Regions from separate parts of the Mus musculus genome. Here region 2 is linked to region 1. A link is a contact called in public HiChIP or PLAC-seq data. All regions are on one chromosome and are shown on one strand. The core of a region is the stretch at or near the end of the contact, and the rest is flanking DNA. Distances in the headings are between cores, read along the strand shown.

Region 1 (3,322 bases), core at 111-2,610:
GGTAAAAACTTAACATTGAAACAAAAGTCTGAACCCACTGGGATCGGGTCTAAGTCACTTGTTAGACAAAAGGAGAAATCTGAGGTCCAGAGAGGGAAAGGGACCTTTCCACCATGGCACAGCTAGGCCATCAAACTTCCCAGGGCTTCTCTTGATACCCACACAACTCCTCCATGGATGGCTCAGGACTGGAAAGCCAGTGGCTTCTGGGAGAACAGTTCCAAGGAGAAGGTGCCCAAGTTTGGCAGGGACAGGCAGTGGTTTGGAACACGTGCGCACATACACACACACATGAAGAATCCTCAGACTCAGGTCTGGGGAAACTGCCAGCAGTGCCAGCAGAAGGGAGGAGACTCTAGCATCACAGAACCCCTTTGGATGATCCCTGATAAGGATGTTGGGGCTCAGAAGGTCAGCCACCTCCCTGAGTTGACATGAGAAAAACTCAGTCTTTTAATAAAAGGTTCAGCTTCTTTGGGCAGCCGGACTGTTTGCCCCCCACATCTAACAGAATAGAAGGCTCTAGAGAAGCTGTCAGGGTTGGCTGGTTTATTCCCTCCAGCAGGTAGTTTGTTGTCCCGGGGCAACAGATACCCACCCATTCCTGACACTTCAGTCAAGCCTCCAAAGACAGCTACTGGTCTATCAATACCATGACTTTAGATGCCAAAAACTTAACCGGCGGGCAGGTGGAGACAGGGAGGGCTTTGAACCCAACTCTGAAGCAGTCAAGGTACCAGCCACTTTTAGTCAACAAAATTCCCCTAGGATGCCAAGCCAGTTAGTTGGGAACTAGTGTCAGAAACCAAAAGAGCTGCCCCCAGCTACCTTTAGATGACAGGGAACCAGGGAGTGTCCCTCCACCTGCCCGCAGCTGTTAGGCCACACTGGAGGTTCATTTCACAGGAAGCAACCTCCCGGGCTGAGGCGGGGAGGAGGAGGTGTGAGCCCACAGAGGCTGGGCTTGTTTCTCTCCTATTGGGGACTTTTGAGGGGGCCAAACTTGATGCATGGTTGTTTCCATTCTCCTGCCCAGATGTCAGGCCTCTGTCCGTCAATCCCCATCCCGTCTCTGGGACCAGAGTGTCAAGCTTAGGAGGCACCCCGAGGTAGTAGTAGCCTGCAGACTGGCCTCCGGGTGCCGTCCCAGCGCACAAACCACAGAACGGCTATATCCTAGACAGGCAATGCCCGACCACCCCAGCCACTGCTGCCGTCGAATCCCGCGGCCCGGGCGCTACTCACGGCGAAAGGCTGCGCTGCATGTGCGGAGAGCTGGACGTGCACCGGGGCGCGGCGGGGTGCGCGGCGCTCCGCTCTGCTCTGCTCCCTGCGCCCGGCGTCCGCCCGCAGAGCCGCCGAGGAGCAGAGGGGGCGGAGCGGCCAGCCCGGTCCCAGGCGCCGGCTGGAGGCGCGCCCGGACACTCGGCCCGGAGCTCGGGGCGCCCCCTGCTGGAACCCCCGCGGGACCGCCCCGAGGTGAGGACTTGGATGCTCGTCCCTTCCCGCCCTGTCTCTCACATGCTGTGCCACCTGGAACGAATCAACTTGAGTAAGCTAATGATCAACGCACTTCACAACCCAGCACAATTGCCAGAAAACAGAATTTCTCTGCCCTTCGTCCCCACCCACGCACACCCTGACTGATCAGATTCTCTGGGGACCTCGCTCCACACAAGGGTAGGAAGCTCTCATGTGCCCCACTCATTCCCGGCCCAGCTTGAAGACTGCCCATATTTGCCTATTACCACGCCAACCCTGGCACCATTCTTGAGTGTAGTCCGTGTATCACCATTAAGCCTGTCTTAATGAAGGACTTGGGAGTTGATTCTCCCTTCCTTTTGCAAATTATCAGAAGGAGAAAATATCAGTGGTAGCGTTGGTGGCTGGAAACAAAACTGAAGTTCAATGGTCTCCATTCAAGACCAGAGACATTTTAAGGATGGCCACCTAGAGCCTCCAGCCCTAAGTCACTGTGACAGCTAACACTGTCAATGTGACTGGATTTACAATCAGGAGATAAACCTCTGGGTATGCCTATAGGAATTTCTAGATTGTGTTTCCAGAGCTTTAGTGAGACCAGCCCTAGATGTGCACAGCAATGGTCCACGGGCTGGGGTCCAGGAATTAAAAAAAAAAAATCGGTGAGGAGAAACTGGCTAGTGAGGGCTGCTCTTCTCTGACCATTGCTGCAATATCTGGGACAGCCTCCGGGAAGATCCCAGACCTTTGCGTGTGACCTTTCAGATCTGTGCAGTTTAGAGGGCTCTCTGTGAACAGAGAACCAGGATTCACCTCATATTTCTCTCTCCCTCCCCCTCCCCTTCCCCTCCCCCCCCTTCCTGAGGCTGGGCACAATGTACCCAGCTGCGCCACGCTCCTGCTGCCATGATGGACTATACCCTATACCTTCTAACTGTGAGCCCGTTCTTGAGTTGCCTCCCCCACCCCTTGAGTACTTTCTCACAGCAACAAGAAAAGTAGCACAGATCCCCCCTTAGGGATCCTCCCTAGAGCTAAGGATGTAAGATTCTGAGTCATGGGTGTAGTCCAAAGTCCTGCCCTATCATCCATGTGTGGTCAGCCACCAGAAAGTGGGAACAACAACCCTTCTGGTAGCTTCCAGTGAAGTCCTGAGTAGCACTGGCGGAGGGTGACATGTGAAATGTGCCCAAGGAGCACACTACCCCTCAGCCTTTTCAACACCAGGAACCCTGAAAATGCCACTGAGTACCGCCCAACTCTCTCATTGTGTCTTGAACAGTCTCAGGGAAGATCCCAGACCTTCACTTGCGTGTGACTTTCAGGTTTGTGCAGGTTCTGGGGTTCTCCTCAGAATAGCATGCTAGAGAGAAGTAGCTACCATCTGATGGCTTCTGAAGTCAGTGGACAGAGGGAAGGACACACACACACACAGTGGCCACCACAGTAGCGAGGTCCCTCATCCTCCAACCAGCCCCAGATACCTCCTCCCCCATTTTTAAGTCTGTTGCTGTGTGACAAACCATCCTAGCCTTGCTGATACAAAACACAAATTTCATTATGCTCCTGCATTCCTGGAGTCCACTCTCTTAAAGCCACTCTACTCTGAACCCTGCCACCTCAGTTCAATTCTTTCTTGTCATTTTCCCTGACCATGTCGTAACTATGATTAAGGTTCACTTTCAACAAGAGCAAAACAACATCTTGTCCATTTTGATCTCCATAGATTGCATGCTATCCCAAACCTAATTACTAAAGGCATGCTAGGTTGAGCACGTAAAAGCATGTTAGGTTGAGCATGTAGGTAATGGCACGGGAAGAAACCACAGCTGTCCTCTAT
Region 2 (3,520 bases), core at 109-2,608, 400 kb before region 1:
ACCTCAGCCTCCTGAGCACTGTGCATGTGTTGCCTTGCCTGTTTCCAGGCATCCCTGAGAACCACACTTTCTGTTGAAGGGCGTGCTAGTCCTTTCTCACACTGTCTGTGGGAAGATGTCCAGCCAAGGGAAGAAAATTAAACCAGTGCTTTTTCAGGTCTTTTAATGTTTTACAGGTTTAGCATAGTTGGCATTTAACTATTGAATAAATCTGTAAAAGGTTTAAGTCATTCAAACACCTACTCGTTTAGTGGTCAGACCTGGAAAAGATAGAAGGGAGAGAAACTTAGAGGCAGATGAAGATTTTTGTAAAAATTAGTATTTTCTGAGATGTTCACACACAGGGCAGTGCTCACTACTGTTGCTTGCTGATGTGGAGTACTTCTTTTCTTTTCTTCTCTTTTCTTTTTCTTTTCTTTTCTTTTCTTTTCTTTTCTCTTCTTTTGATTTATTTATTATATGTTAAGTATACTGTAGCTGTCTTCAGACACACCAGAAGAGGGCATCAGATCTCATTACAGATGGTTGTAAGCCACCATGTGGTTGCTGGGAATTGAACTCAGAACCTCTGAAAGAGCATTCAGTGCTCTTAACGGCTGAGCTATCTCTCCAGCCCGAGTACTCCTTTTCATAACAGCTAAGCATTAGCTCAGTTGGCTGCTGTTGCTTGAACCCTGGCCTTAAATAAACCTCTACCCGGACTCACATCCTAGCCCTCCATTAATCCCTGCCCCATTAATCCAAGAATGGTACAGCTTCTTGTTTTATAGAATCAGGTGTTCTGTGTTTATAACTACTTTTGCTTTAGAGACAGCAGAAATTCAGGTCATTCTTGAATGTCTTTATCTCCCTATCATAGTCATAAGTCATGCCATTCTGTGTGGTGCAGGTGCTGACAGCATTCATTCTTGATATCAGTTAGTGTGCAGAGGATGTTCAAAAGGAAGCTTTGTAAATACAGTTAAATCTGTATACTATAACAAATCATTGTTGCTCTTCTTGCTGTTGGTAAAATTCTAAGGGAATGGTAAGTCTTTGAGGAAATCTTAAGGATCAGCTTAATGGAATTAAATTATTTTCATAGGGTGCTATAAGAACATCTGTTAGATATTTTAGTGGCTTTGCAGTTTTGTTAACTAGACATTGGAATTTAATTTCCTTTACATTGCTATAGTGTACTAAGGTAGTAGACATAATTTCATGGACAAGTTGATTTAGGAAATATTAGCATATACCCAGGAGTGGCAGAAGCTTCTTGGCCAATTGCCAGTCTTTTGTGTGCGGTTAAACAGAGCTGTAAGTGTGTGGCTACCCAGAGCTTCTGAAATGCAGGAAGGAAGCTGCAGCTGCACGGGTCACATTAGTGCTACATTTGTGGGCTTGAGAACAGAATGCCAGGGAACCACCCTGCAAAATTACACTGCCATATAAATACCCCAAAGGAGCTGATGACTGTTGTGAGATCATGAAGCTTTGGTTAAAATTAGTATTTCTATTATACCTTAACTAATACAGAGAAACAGATTTCTCTGAGTTGGGGAATTGTATAATTTCCCGGTGTAGTTTTATGAATTTCTTTGTACATCAGTTTCTGATTGCTAGACTGGTTGATAGGGTTCAAAGGAAAAAAAGTTTATATATTTGATTATTAAGCTGTGTGTATATTTGATTATTAAGCATTTTTACTTCAGCTTTTCCTACACTTCTACCCCCAAGTAGTAGGAATCAAACCCAGCGCCCCGGACATGCTCAGCAAACACTACTAAATTATATCCCAGTCCGTTTTTTTTTTTTAATTTTTTAATTTAAGACAAAGTTTTGCTAAAATTTCAGGCTGGTCTTGACCTTACTCTATAGGAGCCTAGGATTTAGCCTCCCAAATGCTGGAGTTACAGCTGTAAGCCACCACACTCAACTGTGAAGCCCTCCTCACCCCTTTATGGTTTGTGTTATAAGATATTCTGAGGCTTACATTTGGTTTTGCCCATATATGTTCATGTGCGTGCACATGTGTATGGAGTTCATAATTGTTTGGATAGCATTGCTCTGGTACCTTGTGTTTTTGAGACAGGCTCTCTTGCTGGGACTTGTAATTTAGGTTAAGGCTGGCTCAAGGGATCCTTCTCTCTCTGCCTCCCCAAGTCTGGGGCTACACACACACCCTAGCCTTTTGCATGGGTATAGGGGATCACACTCAGGTCCTTAGAGTATGTAATAAGTGTTTAACCAACTGCACCATCTCTCCTGTCCTTGCTTACAGTTTTTGTCTTTATTTTCCTTTACTGAGAGTCTTGCCCTGCCCTTTCCTTCCTTATGAGTTATCATGAAAATTTCCTTCTCCTAACTCCAGCTACGGGGAGTAATCTCTACTAACTTCTAGCTTCTGGAACACTTGTCACTTCCTGCTACATGTCACTAATTTGTAAATCTCCTTGGAGACTACAGAGACCCCTCTCAGATCTTTCTATTTTCCTCCTTGTTTTATGCAGACTTGTTTTAGGCAATGTCCTTGCCAAGTATGTGGATAGTCCTGGGGTCATCTCTAGTACTGGGGTGGAAAAGATTTTGATAGCTACCTTTAAAACAGGAGAAAGGTTGCACCAAGTCTGTACTATGTCCTTTGATCATCACAGAGGACTGAAGCCACATGACAGAGGCTAAATTCCTTTCCCTCTGAAGATTGGTATCCTTGTAGGCAGCTCTTCTTAATTCTGAAATAAGCAGAGCCTCCAAAGAGAAAACATATACTGTGAAAGTTGTGGTCTGGCTGGGCATAGTGGCGCACGCCTTTAATCCCAGCACTCGGGAGGCAGAGGCAGGCGGATTTCTGAGTTCAAGGCCAGCCTGGTCTACAGAGTGAGTTCCAGGACAGCCAGGGCTACACAGAGAAACCCTGTCTCGAAAAACCAAAAAAAAAAAAAAAAAAAAAAAAAAAAAAAAAAAAAAGTTGTGGTCTGGCGGCACAGGCCCCCGCTCCTTGAGACAATCCAATTAGCATGAAACAGATAAATGAAGATTTCAATAAAAGTGAAGATCTTCCCAGGATTTTCATATAGAAACTAAGTTTCAGTTTCTTGTTTGTTAAGTACTGTTTCTCCCTTCCCATCCTGTTCCCTTTCCTACCAAATGGTATTACATGTGGTATATTATTGCAGTTGAAAAGAAGCACAAATTAAAATTAGGAGTTTTGTGTAAGTAGACATATAAAGGTAATAGATTAAAAATACTAAACAAATAATTCACTGATATCTGACCTAGTCAACTCTAATCTTTGTAAACAGTAGCTGAATGTAGAAATGAAGAGTTAGGAAAAGAATACTAAAATTACTAGAATACTTTGTTCCCAAGGCATCTTTTCAAACTATTATGAAATATGAACTAATTCATGTCTAAAAACTGCTTAAATTTCGGTTATTTTTATTACCACTGGCCTGCTTTATCATCTTAAGTTATAATTAAAAATTAAAAACAAAAATTTATCATCAAGTAAACTCTTTAAGTATAGATTTTATCCACCCTC

Evidence for each region. HiChIP or PLAC-seq counts read pairs in DNA pulled down with a chosen protein or histone mark.
Region 2: an H3K27ac HiChIP or PLAC-seq map of stem cell-derived neural progenitor cells shows a contact between it and region 1, with 5 times the contacts expected there. The contact joins the enhancer-like site here to the promoter of Dapk2 in region 1. A contact is called at or near these places in 12 of 39 promoter capture datasets (the HPC-7 cell line, the SN4741 cell line, cranial neural crest and 8 more), 1 of 15 datasets of contacts at CTCF or cohesin (large pre-B cells), 3 of 484 Hi-C or Micro-C datasets (embryonic retina, embryonic stem cells and liver) and 2 of 115 datasets of contacts at active chromatin or transcription factors (large pre-B cells and stem cell-derived neural progenitor cells).

The regions. Positions count from the first base shown.
Region 1 is chr9:66,156,264-66,159,585 of GRCm38.p6, reverse strand. Dapk2 (death-associated protein kinase 2) reads right to left here and starts at 1,360. Exons shown (of 12, transcript NM_010019.3): 1 at 1,246-1,360.
Region 2 is chr9:66,558,274-66,561,793 of GRCm38.p6, reverse strand. The region is part of intron 3 of Usp3 (ubiquitin specific peptidase 3); the gene reads left to right. Among named protein-coding and RNA genes, the nearest start is that of Usp3, 33 kb to the left of the region's middle. Within about 2 kb of position 1,358, at least 71 of the 459 cell types and tissues checked have an H3K27ac peak or open chromatin away from gene starts, as enhancers often do. A contact at or near this core is called in the HPC-7 cell line, liver, pre-B cells and 1 more, where this site is marked.